Linked DNA regions of Mus musculus: region 1 is linked to region 2. The links are chromatin contacts, called in public HiChIP or PLAC-seq maps. All regions are on one chromosome and are shown on one strand. The core of a region is the stretch at or near the end of the contact, and the rest is flanking DNA. Distances in the headings are between cores, read along the strand shown. Region 1 overlaps Frmd4a (FERM domain containing 4A). Region 2 overlaps Frmd4a (FERM domain containing 4A).

The links. HiChIP or PLAC-seq counts read pairs in DNA pulled down with a chosen protein or histone mark.
Region 1: an H3K4me3 HiChIP or PLAC-seq map of bone marrow-derived macrophages shows a contact between it and region 2, with 2.7 times the contacts expected there. The contact joins two enhancer-like sites. A contact is called at or near these places in 2 of 484 Hi-C or Micro-C datasets (cochlea and cortical neurons), 9 of 115 datasets of contacts at active chromatin or transcription factors (bone marrow-derived macrophages, craniofacial prominence, differentiating embryonic stem cells and 6 more) and 1 of 9 other capture datasets (liver).

What each region holds. Positions count from the first base shown.
Region 1 is chr2:4,408,719-4,411,452 of GRCm38.p6, forward strand. The region is part of intron 1 of Frmd4a (FERM domain containing 4A); the gene reads left to right. Among named protein-coding and RNA genes, the nearest start is that of Gm23691, 29 kb to the left of the region's middle. Within about 2 kb of position 1,278, at least 44 of the 459 cell types and tissues checked have an H3K27ac peak or open chromatin away from gene starts, as enhancers often do. A contact at or near this core is called in bone marrow-derived macrophages, where this site is marked.
Region 2 is chr2:4,241,426-4,244,125 of GRCm38.p6, forward strand. The region is part of intron 1 of Frmd4a (FERM domain containing 4A); the gene reads left to right. Among named protein-coding and RNA genes, the nearest start is that of Gm39752, 4.6 kb to the right of the region's middle. Within about 2 kb of position 1,251, at least 4 of the 459 cell types and tissues checked have an H3K27ac peak or open chromatin away from gene starts, as enhancers often do. A contact at or near this core is called in bone marrow-derived macrophages, where this site is marked.

The sequences.
Region 1 (2,734 bases), core at 28-2,527, 170 kb after region 2:
CAGATGAATCAGCAGGTGAGGGCCCTTCGTGTCCAAAGTCCAGAGTTTGATCCTCAGGACTCAAAGGTGGTAGAAAAAGAGAACTGACTCCCCTACGTTGTCCCCTGACCCCCGCATAGCACAAGCGTACCCACATTCATAATAAGCAAACAAAGAACTAAACAGGCACTTGAACAGTTAATAAACCTTTAATAATTAATGTACTGCATTAATAGTAGAAACCGTATTACAACCTGAAAATGCAGGATGCTTTTTTGGAGCCCCACCCCCAAATTGCCTCAATCACCCAATCACACTGAAGATCCCAGGATAGTATCCCTGCAAAATGAGAAATTAATATGCCAACTTACCTAGATGATCTGCATACTTGGCCAGTAAAATGAATCACAAGCAATGCCAGGCTTCCTGGTGACGGACTGACTAGATGCATAGACTAAAAGTGTTAACATGCATAAACAGAAAGTATTTATAGAACATTCTATCTTCTTGCTTCCAAGACTAGGCTATATTTGAGGGATAACCTATGGCTATCTTTTTGCCTAGACAGGGTGGAACATGTCTGTTATTTCACAGAGAAATTATAAGCTGGTATTTGTGTGTGGTTCCTTCCTTTCTTTATTGTGGAAAACATGGTTTTTGTAGTCCGCAACAATTTGGTTTGTGTCCCTTCCCGTTCCCAAGGCTGTAGCTTAGTCAATAGAGATTCCAAACTCTTTTAATGCTGAGTTCTACAACTTCCAACTTGGAAAGATAGCCAACTATTCAGAGAATAATACCCAAAACACAGTCCTTTGTTTCTTCTGTAGCTAGAGTGTTTTTGTCTTGCCAGTAGAAATGACCACACTCCAAGAGGAGGAGCAAACACTCAGCGGGAAGATTCTGAACTGTAGGCTTTGCATGGCCATGGTTTGGGTTTTATACTGAGGAAAATGGCTGCATGCTAGTGCATAGGAAAGGAGGGATGAAGCGCCCAGGGTCCTGTGGTCTGCAGGGTTAGCTGGAAGGTGAAGATGCCAATTGCCAGGCCAGTGTCTCCTGCCTTCTCCTCTGATCCTCTTACATGGGGTCACCTGTCTGTCACACCAGCTTCGTCATGGCTGCTTCTCGGTCCTGTCCATTTCTCCATGTTCTTTTCCGAACCCTCAGATGATGTCCCAGAGTTCAAAAGATCTCTGCTGCCTTTCTCTTTGTTACTGGGAGCGCCACCTGTGGTTTTCTAATCACTCCTCTTCCTCTTCCTCGTGAGGCTTTAAAATCATTGTCCTGTGAGGGCTGACTCACCAGTCTGCCTCCCCACTTCCTTTCAGTTGCAGAGTCTCAGCTCCCCCTGCATTGAGCTTCTTAGGATTACTGTTTCCAAAACCAGATCTACCATTTGTCAGTCTCTTCAAGCAAGGTGTCTGCTCCCACAATCTTGTCTCAGGATCTCCCCTCTCCTGAGTCATTATAAAACCACTACAATATATCCATTCACCACTCTCTGGCCCCAGCTCCACTCATAAACACTCGCGAGCGCACCCTCTCCTCTGTTCCTTGTCCCCTTCCTCATCTGTGTTCCCTGTAGACCAAACTCCTCAGCATAAAACAAAAGGCCCTTCACATACTCCGGCAGCTTATTATTTCTTAAACTTCCTTTCTTCCATTGTCTTACACACACACACACACACACACACACACACACACACACACACACACACACAGAGTCTTTCCTCTGACCTTGGACTTAATCCTGTGGCTGAAACATATTGTTCATTCTTTGGCTGGAGCCTTCAGTAGTACCTCCTGACCCTCTAGGTCACAGCTTTTTGTTGTGTACAGATGTTTGTGTGTACAGATGTGTGTGTGTAAAGGTGTGTGTGTGCACATATACAGATGCATGTGCACATGTAAGCACATGCATACGGAGACCCAACACAGACCCAACGCATTTTAGTAGGGTGTTAGTAAGAACACACTTGTCCTGGAGGAGCTTGTAGCTAAAGAAGAGGCAAGCAATAAACATAATCGATGAATAAATTATTAGGATGCTGAGGGTGGAAATTGCCATGGAGATGAATAAAGCAGTTGGAGGGAAATGGGAAGAAGGCATCACTTTATTTCACCCTTTGTGTAGTGTCCATCTGTGGATATGTGGATATGCACACATTGTGTGTGTCGGGAGGGGCTGTGCATTGCATGCATGTGCGTGTTTGCATGGACACCTGAGGTCAGCATCAAGTGTCTTCCTCTGTCATCATTTTCCATCTCTTACTGAACCTAGAGTTCATCAGTTTGGCTAGGCTGAACGCCTAATGGACACATCACTGCTTCTGAGGACTGTTTCATGTGTGCTGGGTTCTGGATTTGCATGGCAAATATTTTACCAACTGAGCCATCTTCCACATCCTTACATTGCAGTTAACACAAAGAGTCAGGGCTGGAAAGTGGTAGAGCTCTTCCCTCGCCTGGTGAGGCCCCAGGATAAATGGAGGCAGAAGTGTGACTTCAGGGAACAGCAAGAGACTGAGGGTGGCCGAGGAGAACAGATGGACAGTGGAGGTCACATGGGCGTGGATAGGACCCACGCTGAAGAGCAAGGCAGAATGTGGGGGGCGGGGGGCCTGTCCCACCGAGAGGCTGCATGGGACTGGTTTGGGTGTTTCTAGGGTAAGTCTGCAGGGGTGGAAGTGAGTGCAAGTGTGCAGCCAGATGGCTGTTACAGAAACTGAGTGAGTGAGACCACACTCTGGGTGGC
Region 2 (2,700 bases), core at 1-2,500:
TATGTGCGCACACAAGCACACATGAGCACACACACACACACACACACACACACACACAAATATATCCATTATTTTAAAAATAAAATAAATTTAAAAAAAACTTGCAAGATCTCAGCTCTCTTACACTATGAAGGCTGTAGTAGCTTACAGGCATGAGAAATATGTCCTCATAGAACAATATATATATATATATATATGTACGTATATATATGTATGTATGTATATATACATATATATACATATTGTGTATTTATTCTTTTAAGTTTTATTTTATGCGTGTGACTATCTTGCATTCATGCAAGCATGTGTACCATATATGTTCCTGGTACCCTCAAAGGTCAGAAGAGGGTGTTAGATGTCCTGGAACTGAAGTTATCGGTAGCCCTGAGCTGCCATGTTAGTACTGGGAAGCAAAACTGAGGCCTCTGCAAGAGCAGCCAGTGGTCTTCATGGCTGAGCCATTTCTCCAGCCTCTGTTGTATAGTTCAAAGTAATGAAAAGAAGGGCTCTCTAATGCTTCACTACAAAGAAACAATAAATAGATGTTGATTTGATCGTTATATAATGGATACATATCACAGTGTGCCCTATAAATTTGCTCAGTTACTACTTACTGACTAATAATAAAATTTTCAAAACCTCAAAAAATAATTTAACTTTGAAAAAATAAGATTATGAGACTAAGAAGTAGGCTCGGTGGTAGAGCATTTGCTTAATATTCCTAAGGCCCTGGGTTCTATACACAGGGCTACAAGAGAAATCAAACTCAAAAAAAAAAAAGAAAAAATAATATGTGATATTGTTCATATGATTAAATACAGTTATGGGAGATAAGTATCTAACATGTGCCAAGGCTGAGCAGGTCCCAAAGAATTCCATCATCACAAAACAGTAAAATAATAATATGAGCAGGTTTCTACCAGAAACAGTTGTGGAAGAGAAAATTGGTTTTAAAGAAATCGGCTGTGTTTATGTAAATGCAATTATAATTTGTAACAAGCCTCCTCTAGCTCTTGGTAACTCGGAGCCTTGTCTTGCACTGCTGTGTCAGCACTAGAAACTGGTCCAAGTTCTTGAAGATTTTAAATTATTGAGGCCATTTTTCTTTCACACTATCGTAGAATCTGTAGACTTCCCTTGCCGGAAGTATTTGATGTTGTATAAACTTCTGTAATATCATGAAGAAGTTTAAACCATGAAGAAGAAGGGCTGAAGGCTCTGGTCACATGCAACATCCCATTACCCAGTCCCACGTGGTCCACTGTGGCTTAGCTGTGTCATCCACTCAACTACTTCCACATTCCAATTGTTGTGTAACCATAAGGTACCTGATCATTTAATTCCCAGATTCTCTCTAGTGTAGTGGGTACACAAATTTAAAAATATATATATATATAAATTTCACTATCCAAGAGGACATGCAGATAGAATCAGATCAGAATGCCCTGTATGAGACACTCGCTGTTCCGTGCATCCGCTGGGCATGAACTCTGGGCATAATCCCCAAAGGCAGTGTCAGGCCACGGAGATCCTGCTGCTCTGCCCAGCAGTTTATAGGAGCCATTCCAGCTCAGATGTTTTTCAACTGTTGGTTTTGATTGCTGTTGCTTTGATTACCTTCATAATCCAATATTCAGCCATTAAACAGTTGAGAATTCAACCCCAAAGCTTGTGTACCCCCCTGGATCTGATGATCAGTTGCTGTAGAAATGGAGGGTTGCAGCTCAGAGCCTGGTGGGAAAGATCTGATGTGTTTGTATGGTGTATGCTTCCCCTACTCCACTGCTGTGCAATCTACTCCATCAACAGAATCCTCTTTCTAAACTCTTCACCTGTACAGCCTGTCTTGTCCACCCTTGTACTTCCCTTGCAAGTATGTTACTGCCCTCTCACCCACTGGTAGCATCTATTGAACATATCTTGGCCAAGATACTGCCCACTCCATCAGCCTTCCTGCCTGAGCTTTTCCCTATCAGGCACATCATCCAGGTAATGACCTCATCCCCCATTATATTTTGGTTTTAGAGAAGGTATCCAAGGTCCTTTGTGTCTGGTTCCAACTACAAAACCACAAAGCTGAACACACAGACTGGTGGGAATTCTTGCAGATAGCACAACAGCTCTAGTTCTGCATAGCCTAAAATGCCTGCACCACACTCAAGAAGCTTCCAAGCAGATTCAACCTGTCAATCAGTTCACCTCAGCGTCAAGAGCATCCTCACTCCCCTACCCTCGCCCAGCAAACGGGACTTCAAGAAGCACAGCCACCAGTAAAAGCTGCAAAAACTCCAGGAAGGGGTGTGTGAGGGAAAGTCATGCTTGGCATCAAGAGCGAGCCAAGCAGTTGGGGGCACCCTGGGTTGCTTGGGCTGCCGGGAAGGATGGTTTTTTCAGAGAGTACTCTCATAGAGCACGTATTGTTCTCATTGATTTTCATTCTTTAGTTTCATGTAATTACTGTTTCTTTTATCTCCTTTCTTTGGCTTTCTCTCTTTTCCTTGGCATATATTATAAACATATGTGTTCATTTTTCTGGAAATCTGTAGCCCTTGCTAAGTTTTATTAAGGGGTTCATTTGAAGAAACAAACTCCCAGTTAGTGAGATGCAGGACTGGGGATTCCGGGAAGGTGGAAGCTGATGTCCAGAGTATGTTTTATTACTCGGGTCTCCCTCTCACCTCATTTGCCTTTAAAACTAAA